2 separate regions of the Macaca mulatta genome follow, and region 1 is linked to region 2. Evidence: chromatin contacts called from public Hi-C data. All regions are on one chromosome and are shown on one strand. The core of a region is the stretch at or near the end of the contact, and the rest is flanking DNA. Distances in the headings are between cores, read along the strand shown.

Region 1 (4,380 bases), core at 189-2,688, 55 kb after region 2:
CGCTTGGGTGTAGTGATCCTGAAGAGCAGGGTGGCTTTTAGCTTGTTCTTATTGTTTGAAAATGTGTTACCGTCACTCCCCTTACTGCTGGCATCAGTGCAGACGCGCAGCCACCTGCCCCTGGTGCGCTCTCTGAGGTTCTGACTCCCGACGTTTCCCGTCGAGGCACTTGCCTCAATTATGAGTTCAGACTGTGTTTGTGTCATAACTTCTTTTTTTTTTTTTTCATTTTTCCCCCTCTGTTCTTTATTTTTAGGGAGGATGTCATGAATTCTTTGAGATCTGTTCCCCACTAGGCTGTCTGCTCGACTCCAAGTGGGTGGTCCCCGTTGTGTATGGCTATGCCCAGCTCCCAGCAGAGTACCTGGCACTCAAAAGGGCCTCAATACCTATTTGTTGAATGAATGTAGGTGAAGAACCTGGCACAGAGTATGCGCTCCATAAAGGCAGTGACAGTGACCGTCAGCTGCAGCACATTCAAGGTCAACACCCCTTCTTGGTTCCCCTCAGGCAAACCCATGTCTCCCTCTCTTGGATCGCTTTATCTCTGGAAAATAACCTTATCTTGGCCAACAGTCCTTCCTGGAGGGCAGCAGTCACATCTCATTCATCTCTGGGGTTCCCTGAACCCCAGCAGAGGGCCTGGCACAAAATAGGAGTTAATCACTACTCCTGGAATAATCATAGTCTATTGAGCGTCCACACACACCAGGTATTTTATATCACGCGTATGGTTTCACTTCTCCAGGGGGAGCATAAGGAAAGTTGAATGACATGTCCAAGATCACACAACCAGTAGTGATAGAACCCGTTTTAGTCCAGATCTCCAGATCTCTGGGGCTCCAAAACCCCTGTGCTTTCTATGATTCCTCTTCCCAGGACAGGGAGCGTCAGGGAGGTGGGTGGGGGGGAGAGTGTGAGGAGGGTGTGTGTGGGGGTTGATGGGGAGGACTCCAGTACTGGGGTGGGCCTGTCCTGGGGACCTGGCTTGCTCAGGCAGGCGGAACCTGGGCTTCCGGTCAGGCACGTGCCAGGTACCTGGGGTGATTCCTGGTCAGCACCTCTGCCTTTCCATGGGGTTGAGGAGCCCAGGTGTGGACCGGGAGCTCCAATGCCAGCCCCACCACTGGTGAGCTGTGCAGCCTGGGCAGGGCAGAGAATCCCTCAGGTTTTGGTTTCTCCACACACAGAACGGCAAGCCACAGGAGCACCCCAATCAAGATGGCCAGTACTGTACTGCCTAAGGCATCGGCCCCAGGCGGAGCTCTCCCAGTGCCAGTGTCTTTGGGTCCATGTTCCGTTCTCCCCACTCCCTTTCACAATGCAGGAGGAGCAAGGTGCACTCCGACGGGCCGGGCACGGAGGGCGTGCGGCGCACCTGATGGGGCGTAGCGGTCCCCAGGCTCCTTCCACGAGGACGCCCCTGCGGCAGCACCGGGATGCCAGGCAGCCGGCTCCCCTGTAAACTGGGGTCCCGGGCGGGCAGGAGTTGGGAGGGATTCGACCTGCAGCAGTCAGCAGCGTGGAGGCAGGGGGGCCGTGGGTGCCGACTTGGGGAGCGGAAGAGTAGTGCGGCCGGTGGCCCGCGTGGGCCTGACCCTGGGAGTCTCGCGTGGCTGCCTGGCGCCACCTCGCGGTCGTGGCCCGCGTCGCCGCGCCTGCTCTAAAAGCAGAGCTGCTGGAGGGCGCAGGTGAACTGGGATTGGGACAATTTGGGCTCTTGGGCTGCGATACTGCGACAAACTCCCAACCCCGTTTCCTGTCTTCCGAGGGAGGGAAAACCAAGGCTTTGAGGGTCTTCTAAGGCCTGCGGCGAGCTGGGAAGGCTGGGAAGGAAACACCGAGTGAGGCAGATTGGGGCCAAGGACGCTCCTGGAGCTCAGGAGGCCGCCGGGCGTCCACACCATGGCTCAGGTTCCACCGTTCAGTCCCGCAGCCTTTCAGTTGTAAACCCCTTACGCCGGTGGGTCACACTCTCTTCTCCACTCTTTTCTTCTTCAGCCAACATATAAACCTAAACACTTCAATCATGAAGACTTTGCACATAAATGAATGAAAAAGCGGTCAATATAAAAACTGGGTAGAAGCACCGGTCTGTCTGCAAATGAGACCGTCACCGCTAGTGCTGTCGGATGAAGGCTCCGCTGGACACAGCCTCTGGTCCCAGTCAGCCTTCAGCTACCCTGAGAGGGACAAAAGCTCCTTCTGGAGAAGTCAGTGGGTGAGGTCGATAATGAGTCTTGAAAACTGGGGGCTCCCTACAGGTCTAGGGCGAGGTCTGTGTCTGGGGGCCCAGGGAGCATCTGTGTAGGAGCACGCCCCTCTGGATTTCTGCTTCTCAGTGTCCTCTGGCTGGACGGCAGGTGACCTCTAGGGATCTGGGGCGGTGCCAGCCAGCCCTGTTGCCTGGTAGGGGCACTGAGTCCTGGGGACACAGGGCAGGGGGTGCAGGAGGTCAGAGACCCTGGGATTCCAGGCAGGGATGGAAAACAGTGCCCTCTCACTGTCACTACCCTGCCCTGTCGGCACCAGGCAGGCATCACTAGGGTATCCCAGCACTCTAGCTGTTTGTTTTGCTTTTAATTACTAATTTTAAAATATTTGATGCATAAAGAAAAATACATATACACCCTCCAACAAGACTATTTAGTTTTTAATATTTTGGCTATTTGCTTCAGATCCTTTTTTTTTTTTTTTTTTTTTGAGACAATCTCACTGTGTCGCCCAGGTTTGAGTACAGTAGTGCAATCACAGTTCACTGTAACCTTGACCTCCCAGGCTTAAGTGCAATCCTCCCACCTCACCCTCCTGGGTAGCTGAGACTACAGGTGCATGCCACCACACCTTGCTAACTTTTGTATTTTTTGTAGAGACAAGGTCTCCTGTTACCCAGGCTGGTCTCAAACTCCTAGGCTCAAGCAATCTGGCTGCCCCAGCCTCCTAAAGTGTTGGGATTACAGGAGTGAGCCACGACACCCGGGCATCTTTTTTCTTTTTTTTTTTTTTTTTTGAGACTGGGTCTCACTCTGTTGCCCAGGCTGGAGTGCAGTGGTGTGATTACGGTTCACTGCAGCCTCGACCTCACCCCAGCTCAGGTGATCCTCCCACCTCAGCTTCCAGAGTAGCTGGGACCATGGGGGTGCCACCATGCCTAACTAATTTTTTTTTGTTGTTGTTGAGTCTGAGTTTTGTTCTTGTTGCCCAGGCATGATATCAGCTCACTGCAACCTCTGCCTCCTGGGTTTAAGTGATTCTCCTGCCTCAGCCTCCTGAGTAGCTGGGATTACAGGCATGCACTACCATGCCCAGGTAATCTTCTATTTTTAGTAGAGACAGGGTTTCTCCGCGTTGGTCAGGCTGGTCTCGAACTCCTGACCTCAGGTGATCCGCCCACCTCAGGCTCCCAAAGTGCTGGGATTACAGGCGTGAGCCACGGAGGCAGGCCTAATTTTTGTATTTTTTGTAGAGACAGGGTTTCTCCATGTTACTCAGACTGGTCTTGAACTCCTGGGTTCTAGCAATCTTCCCGTCTAGGCCTCCCAAAGTATTGGGATTACAGGTGTGAGCCACCACAACCGACCTCTTTTTTTTTAAATACAAAAAGTCACAGAAATAACTAAAGACCACCCTTGTGGCCTCTTCTCTCTCCCTTCCCTGAAGTTTTTTTTGTTTTGTTTTGTAAGGAGTCTTGCTCTGTCGCCTAGGCTGGAGTGCAGTTAACACGATCTCGGCTCACTGCAACCCCTGCCTCCCGGGTTCAAGTGATTCTCCTGCCACAGCCTCCCGAGTAGCTGGGATTACAGGCGCGGACCACCACAACCAGCTAATTTTTATATTTTTAGTAGAGATGGGGTTTTACTATGTTGGCTAGGCTGGTCTTGATCTCCTGACCTCTGACCTCGTGATCCACCCCTGCTTGGCCTCCCAAAGTGTTGGGATGACAGGCGTGAGCCACTGCACCCAGTCTGTATTTTTTATTCTCAAACATGTTTTAAAACTTTTACCCAATAGGTATATATCTTTATTTTATTTATTATTATTATTTTTTTTTTGAGATTCAGTCTTGCTCTGTCACCCAGGCTGGACTGCAGTGGTGCGATCTCGACTTACTGCAACCTCCGCCTCCTGGGTTCAAGCAATTCTCCTGCCACAGCCTCCCAAGTAGCTGGGATTACAAGTGCATGCCACCATGCCCAGCTAAGTTTTGTATTTTTAGTAGAGACAGGATTTCACCATGTTGGCCAGGCTGATCTCAAACTCCTGACCTTGTGATCTGCCCTCCTCAGCCTCCCAAAGTGCTGGGATTACAGGCGTGAGCCACTATCCTGGCCCAGGTATGTATCTTTAAACAATATATGGTATTGCTTTATATTCTAAAAG
Region 2 (4,550 bases), core at 1,722-4,221:
GAAGCTTGAACACAGGAAGACACCAGGCCTCAAATGTAGCTCTGGGGCAGCTGTCAGCAGAGAGTTGTCCAAGAAGAGAGGCCCACCTGTCATCTCGTCCCACTCTGCCGTTAATGATCAGGCCAAGGGCCCTGAGAAGTCATCACACTGCTTAGGCATCAACTGACTCATCTGCAAATCGCGGTTGCTCCACCTGCCCTGCCTAGCTCACAAGGGTGTTCTCTCTTAGGAGTAAAGAAAGTAAAACCTGGCCAGGCGTGGTGGCTCACACCTATAATCCCAGCACTTTGGGAGGCTGAGGCAGGTGAATCATCTGAGGTCAGGAGTCAGAGATCAGCCTGGCCAACATGTTGAAACCCCGTCTCTACTGAAAATACAAAAATTAGCCAGGCATGGTGGTGCACACCTGTAGTCCCAGCTACTCGGGAGGCTGAGGCAGGAGAATCGCTTGAACCAGGGAGGCAGAGGTTGCAGTGAGCTGAGATCGTGCCACTGCACTCCAGCCTGGATGACAGAGAGAAACTCCATCTCAGGAGGGGGTGGGGGGAAGGAAAAGAAAGTAAAATCTTTACTGGGTCTCTGGCCCTGAGAGTGGCTTTCTCCACATACCCCTCTAAGCAATGTGACCACTGGGCCTGCTCATAGAGGGCCCTCAAGATTTGTGGTTAGAAGGCCTGAGGAACTGGACAAAAGTTGAATGTGTGGGCAGTCATAAGGGCCTAAGTTCTCAAACCCCATCACTTACCCCCAACTTGCTTGCAAGGCGTGGCAGGCCCAGCTCTGTCTGACAGAAGCCTAGGGTGAGGGGTCTCCCTACTCTCCAGACTCAAAAGCTTGAGAGCAGTAGGAGATCCAACTGGAGCTTCCAGACTCACGCATTTCTTTCAATCCTTTCCCTCCATCCTTGATTCCCCATGACAGTCAGATGGTAGTGTCTGGAGACAAGGGATCAAAGTTCCCATCTGCCCTCTGACCTCTGCACCAGACCTGCCCTCATCCAGCCTTCCCTGGAAGGGCCTGAGGAAACCTGTAGCTGGACCAGACGAAGCAATTCACCCATGTTGGCACCACTGGCTGCCTCTAGCTAATAGGGCCTGGGCTCCCAGAACCTCACATCTGCCCCTAAGGGTTCCTCTGGCAAGAACAGGGTGACCTAGATCATGCCTTTTGCCCATTACCACCTGGTGATCCAGGAGGGCTTTAGCCTGGTTCAGCTGCCAGAACCTTGATGTTCTTGGGTGGTTTCCATAATCTGCCAGTCAGTTTTCCCAATCGTGTGTGATTTTGGGGGGGTAGAGGAGGGTCTGCTACAAAACTATATATATAAAAAATATATATGCATATGTATACACACACATACACGTTTGACGTAACTGTAGATTCATATATAGTTGTAAGAAATCATACAGAGAGGGCTGGGTGCGGTGGATCATGCCTGTAATCCCAGCACTTTGAGGGGCCGAGGCGGGCGGATCACGAGGTCAGGAGACTGAGACCATCCTGGCTAACACCGTGAAACCCCGTCTCTACTAAAAATACACAAAATTAGCCGGGCGTGGTGGCGGGCGCCTGTAGTCCCAGCTACTCAGGAGGCTGAGGCAGAATGGCGTGAACATGGGAGGTGGAGCTTGCAGTGAACCGAGATCGCGCCACTGCACTCCAGCCTGGGTGACAGCGTGAGACTCCATCTCAAAAAAACAAAAAAAGAAAAAAAAGAAAAAAAAATCATACAGAGAGGCCGGGTGCAGTGGCTCACGCCTGTAATCGCAGCACTTTGGGAGGCCGAGGTGGGCGAATCACCTGAGGTCAGGTGTTCGAAACTAGCCTGGCCAACATGGTGAAACCCCGTCTCTACTGAAAATACAAAAATTAGCCGGGCATGGTGGCAGGCGCCTGTAGTCCCAGCTACTTGGGAGGCTGAGGCAGGAGTATCACTTGAACCTGGGAGGCGGAGATTGCAGTGAGCCAGGATCGTGCCACTGCACTCCAGCCTGCTTGACAGAGCAAGACTCCATCTCCAAAGAATAATAATAATAATAATAATAATAATACAGAGAGATTGTGTACACTTTGCTTAAATTCCCCCAATGCCTGTAATCCCAGCACTTTGGCAGGCCGAGGTGGGCAGATCACGAGGTCAGGACATCGAGACCATCCTGGCTAACACAGTGAAACCTGTCTCTACTAAAAATGCAAAAAAATTAGCCGGGCCTGGTGGCAGGCGCCCCTAGTTCCAGCTACTCCCACTCCAGCCTGGGTGACAGAACAAGACTCTGTCTCAAAAAAAAAAAAAAAAAAAAAAAAAAAAAAAAATCCCAGAATGATAACGTTTTACAAAACTGTAATAATCACAACCAGAATATTGACACTGGTAAATTCCACTGGCCTTAGTCAGATTTTCCCAGTAAATGTGTGCCATTTTAATGATAAGACCACAAAAGCTTTGACCCAAGTTTACCAACTTAGCAAGTTGCCTTTGACCCAGGGGAACCTCACCCCGCCGCTTCGTGTGTTCCCTAAAACCGAAAACAGGTGAACAGGAGTAACTTAACATTTCAGGGGATATTATGTGGTAAGCTCCCTGCTCATGTCATCATTTAATCCTCACAATAGGCCGGGCACGGCTGCTCACGTCTGAAATCCCAGCACTTTGGGGGGTTGAGGCAGGCAGATCACTTGAGGTCACAAGTTCGAGACCGGCCTGGCTAACACGGTGAAACTCTGTCTCGACTAAAAATACAAAAAAATTAGCCGGGCGTGGTGGTGCGCTATAATCCCAGCTACTGGAGAGCTGAGGCAGGAAAATCACTTGAGCCCAGGAAACGGAGGGTGCAGTGAACCAAGATCGTGCCACTGCACTCCAGCCTGGGCGACAGAGCCAGACTCCATCTCAAAAAAAAAAAAAAAAAAAAAAAAAGGCGCAGAGAGGGTGGGCGTGCCAGGGCCCCCGGTAGCCCAGTCCTGCCGCACTCTACCAGTCGAGCACAGCCCGAAGGCCAGGGAACAAACACAGAAGGAGGCCGAGAGGGCCCGGAGCAGGGTCCTGCCGCGAAGGGCCTGGGCTCAACGTTAGAGTGCGGCGCGACCCTACTCTGGCTGCAACGAGACGGGTGAGTGAGGTGGTCGCCCGGGATCTCCCAGAATCCGAGCTCCTGACGCGGGAGGGCCAGGGGCCTCCGGAAAACTGCGCGCGCCCCGCCCTGCCCAATCCTGCCCCGAGCCGCCCGCTCCTCCCCCGCTGCGTAGCCCTCGGCTGCCCTCTGCCGCCGCGGGGCGGACCCTGCAAGCCCCGCTGTCCCCGCCTTCGCACCGCCCACCCCCGCCTCCGGATTGGCGGCTCCAGAAATCTCCAGGCCACCCGCTTTCCGCTACCGGATTGGCTGCGCCCGGGCGCTAAGGCCCGGCCCATTTCCCCGGGTCCTTTGATCACGCGCCTGACGGCTTTTCCGGGGCCGGGGAGCCAACCGAGGGCGTTCCTGTCGGGGCTGCAGCGGCGGGAGGTAAGGCATGGCCAGGCCGGCTGGGCTGCAGAGCGCCGGCACGGGTCCACGCCTCGGGGTGCCAGGCTTCCAGGATGTTCGGGCGCGGGGCGGCTCATCCGCGTCCCCCAACACCCCCCACCTCCGGCCTGAGCCTCCCAGCGCCGTGGGAACCACCTCCTGTCCACTGTTGCTGGCCCGCATCCTAGCAGCGGCCTGACGCCCTCCCCACCCTGGCATGCCCCCTTGGCCTGGGACGATGAGCATACGACTGGGTAAGGGCAAGCTCGATGCCCCGTGCCCTACGGACACGGGGGTAGGTCGTTCATACCTTGCCCTCTGATAGAGACTCAAGCGAACCTGGGTCGCGGACCTTGGGCCATCAGCGTGCAAACCGCCCCAGGACGATCTCTTTGCTTCTGTCGATGGGGACTGACCCTCTCCACCTCTGCCTGTCAGCCCAGGCCAGGAGGGGAGGGACCTGGGCGGAGCCCTGGGTGGAGACAAGAGGAAGGTGACATCATCTTGAAGATACAATCCAGCTTTACCCACTCGTGTCCACCCTGGCACACGAAACCGATGGGGCAGAGGGTGTTCGGGCTGTATGTCTGAGGTGACACCAGGGACAAGGGCATAGAACTCAGGCATGGAGCCCATCGCTTTAAGTGGGACTGGACCAGAATGGAAGCGGAACTCCTTCAGATGCTCCCACCTCACCCCTGGCTGCAGTGCAGGTCCCTCCTTTAGACCTCATTTATCCATTTTGCTCCACTGGACAGGTACTGGCAGCCCAATGCCCCAAAAGGGCTGGGGCAGGCACTGGAAACCTGCACTTCTTTCCCCAGAAGTTGAGACTTGTAAATGTCTCTAGCTGGGCCCCGCCCTGATATAGGGATAGGAGTTGGGCAGGACTCAGCCCTGGATCCAGGCCTTCCCTTGATCCCCTTTCCTGCCAGGATTTGCCAAGACTCACTGGAGGGTTATACCCGGTACATCTACCTGGAGGATCCCTCCTCCCAGGATTTGACCTGGGACCAGTTTTCATAGATCTCCAGCTCTGGGGGAGGGATC

The links. A called contact is a pair of places that touch in the nucleus more often than the background predicts.
Region 1: a contact with region 2 is called in a Hi-C map of CD4 T cells, with 3 times the contacts expected there. The contact joins the enhancer-like site here to the promoter of SMIM29 in region 2. A contact is called at or near these places in 5 of 14 Hi-C or Micro-C datasets (CD4 T cells, blood, cortical neurons and 2 more).

Annotation. Positions count from the first base shown.
Region 1 is chr4:148,095,098-148,099,477 of T2T-MMU8v2.0, forward strand. No RefSeq gene overlaps it. Among named protein-coding and RNA genes, the nearest start is that of GRM4, 39 kb to the right of the region's middle. Within about 2 kb of position 1,439, at least 11 of the 40 cell types and tissues checked have an H3K27ac peak or open chromatin away from gene starts, as enhancers often do. A contact at or near this core is called in CD4 T cells, where this site is marked.
Region 2 is chr4:148,038,784-148,043,333 of T2T-MMU8v2.0, forward strand. SMIM29 (small integral membrane protein 29) reads left to right here and starts at 2,972. Exons shown (of 5, transcript XM_015136125.3): 1 at 2,972-3,110. LOC106997914 (a long non-coding RNA gene) reads right to left here and starts at 3,972. Exons shown (of 4, transcript XR_013416501.1): 1 at 3,811-3,972. LOC144340412 (a long non-coding RNA gene) reads left to right here. Exons shown (of 2, transcript XR_013416519.1): 2 at 1-532.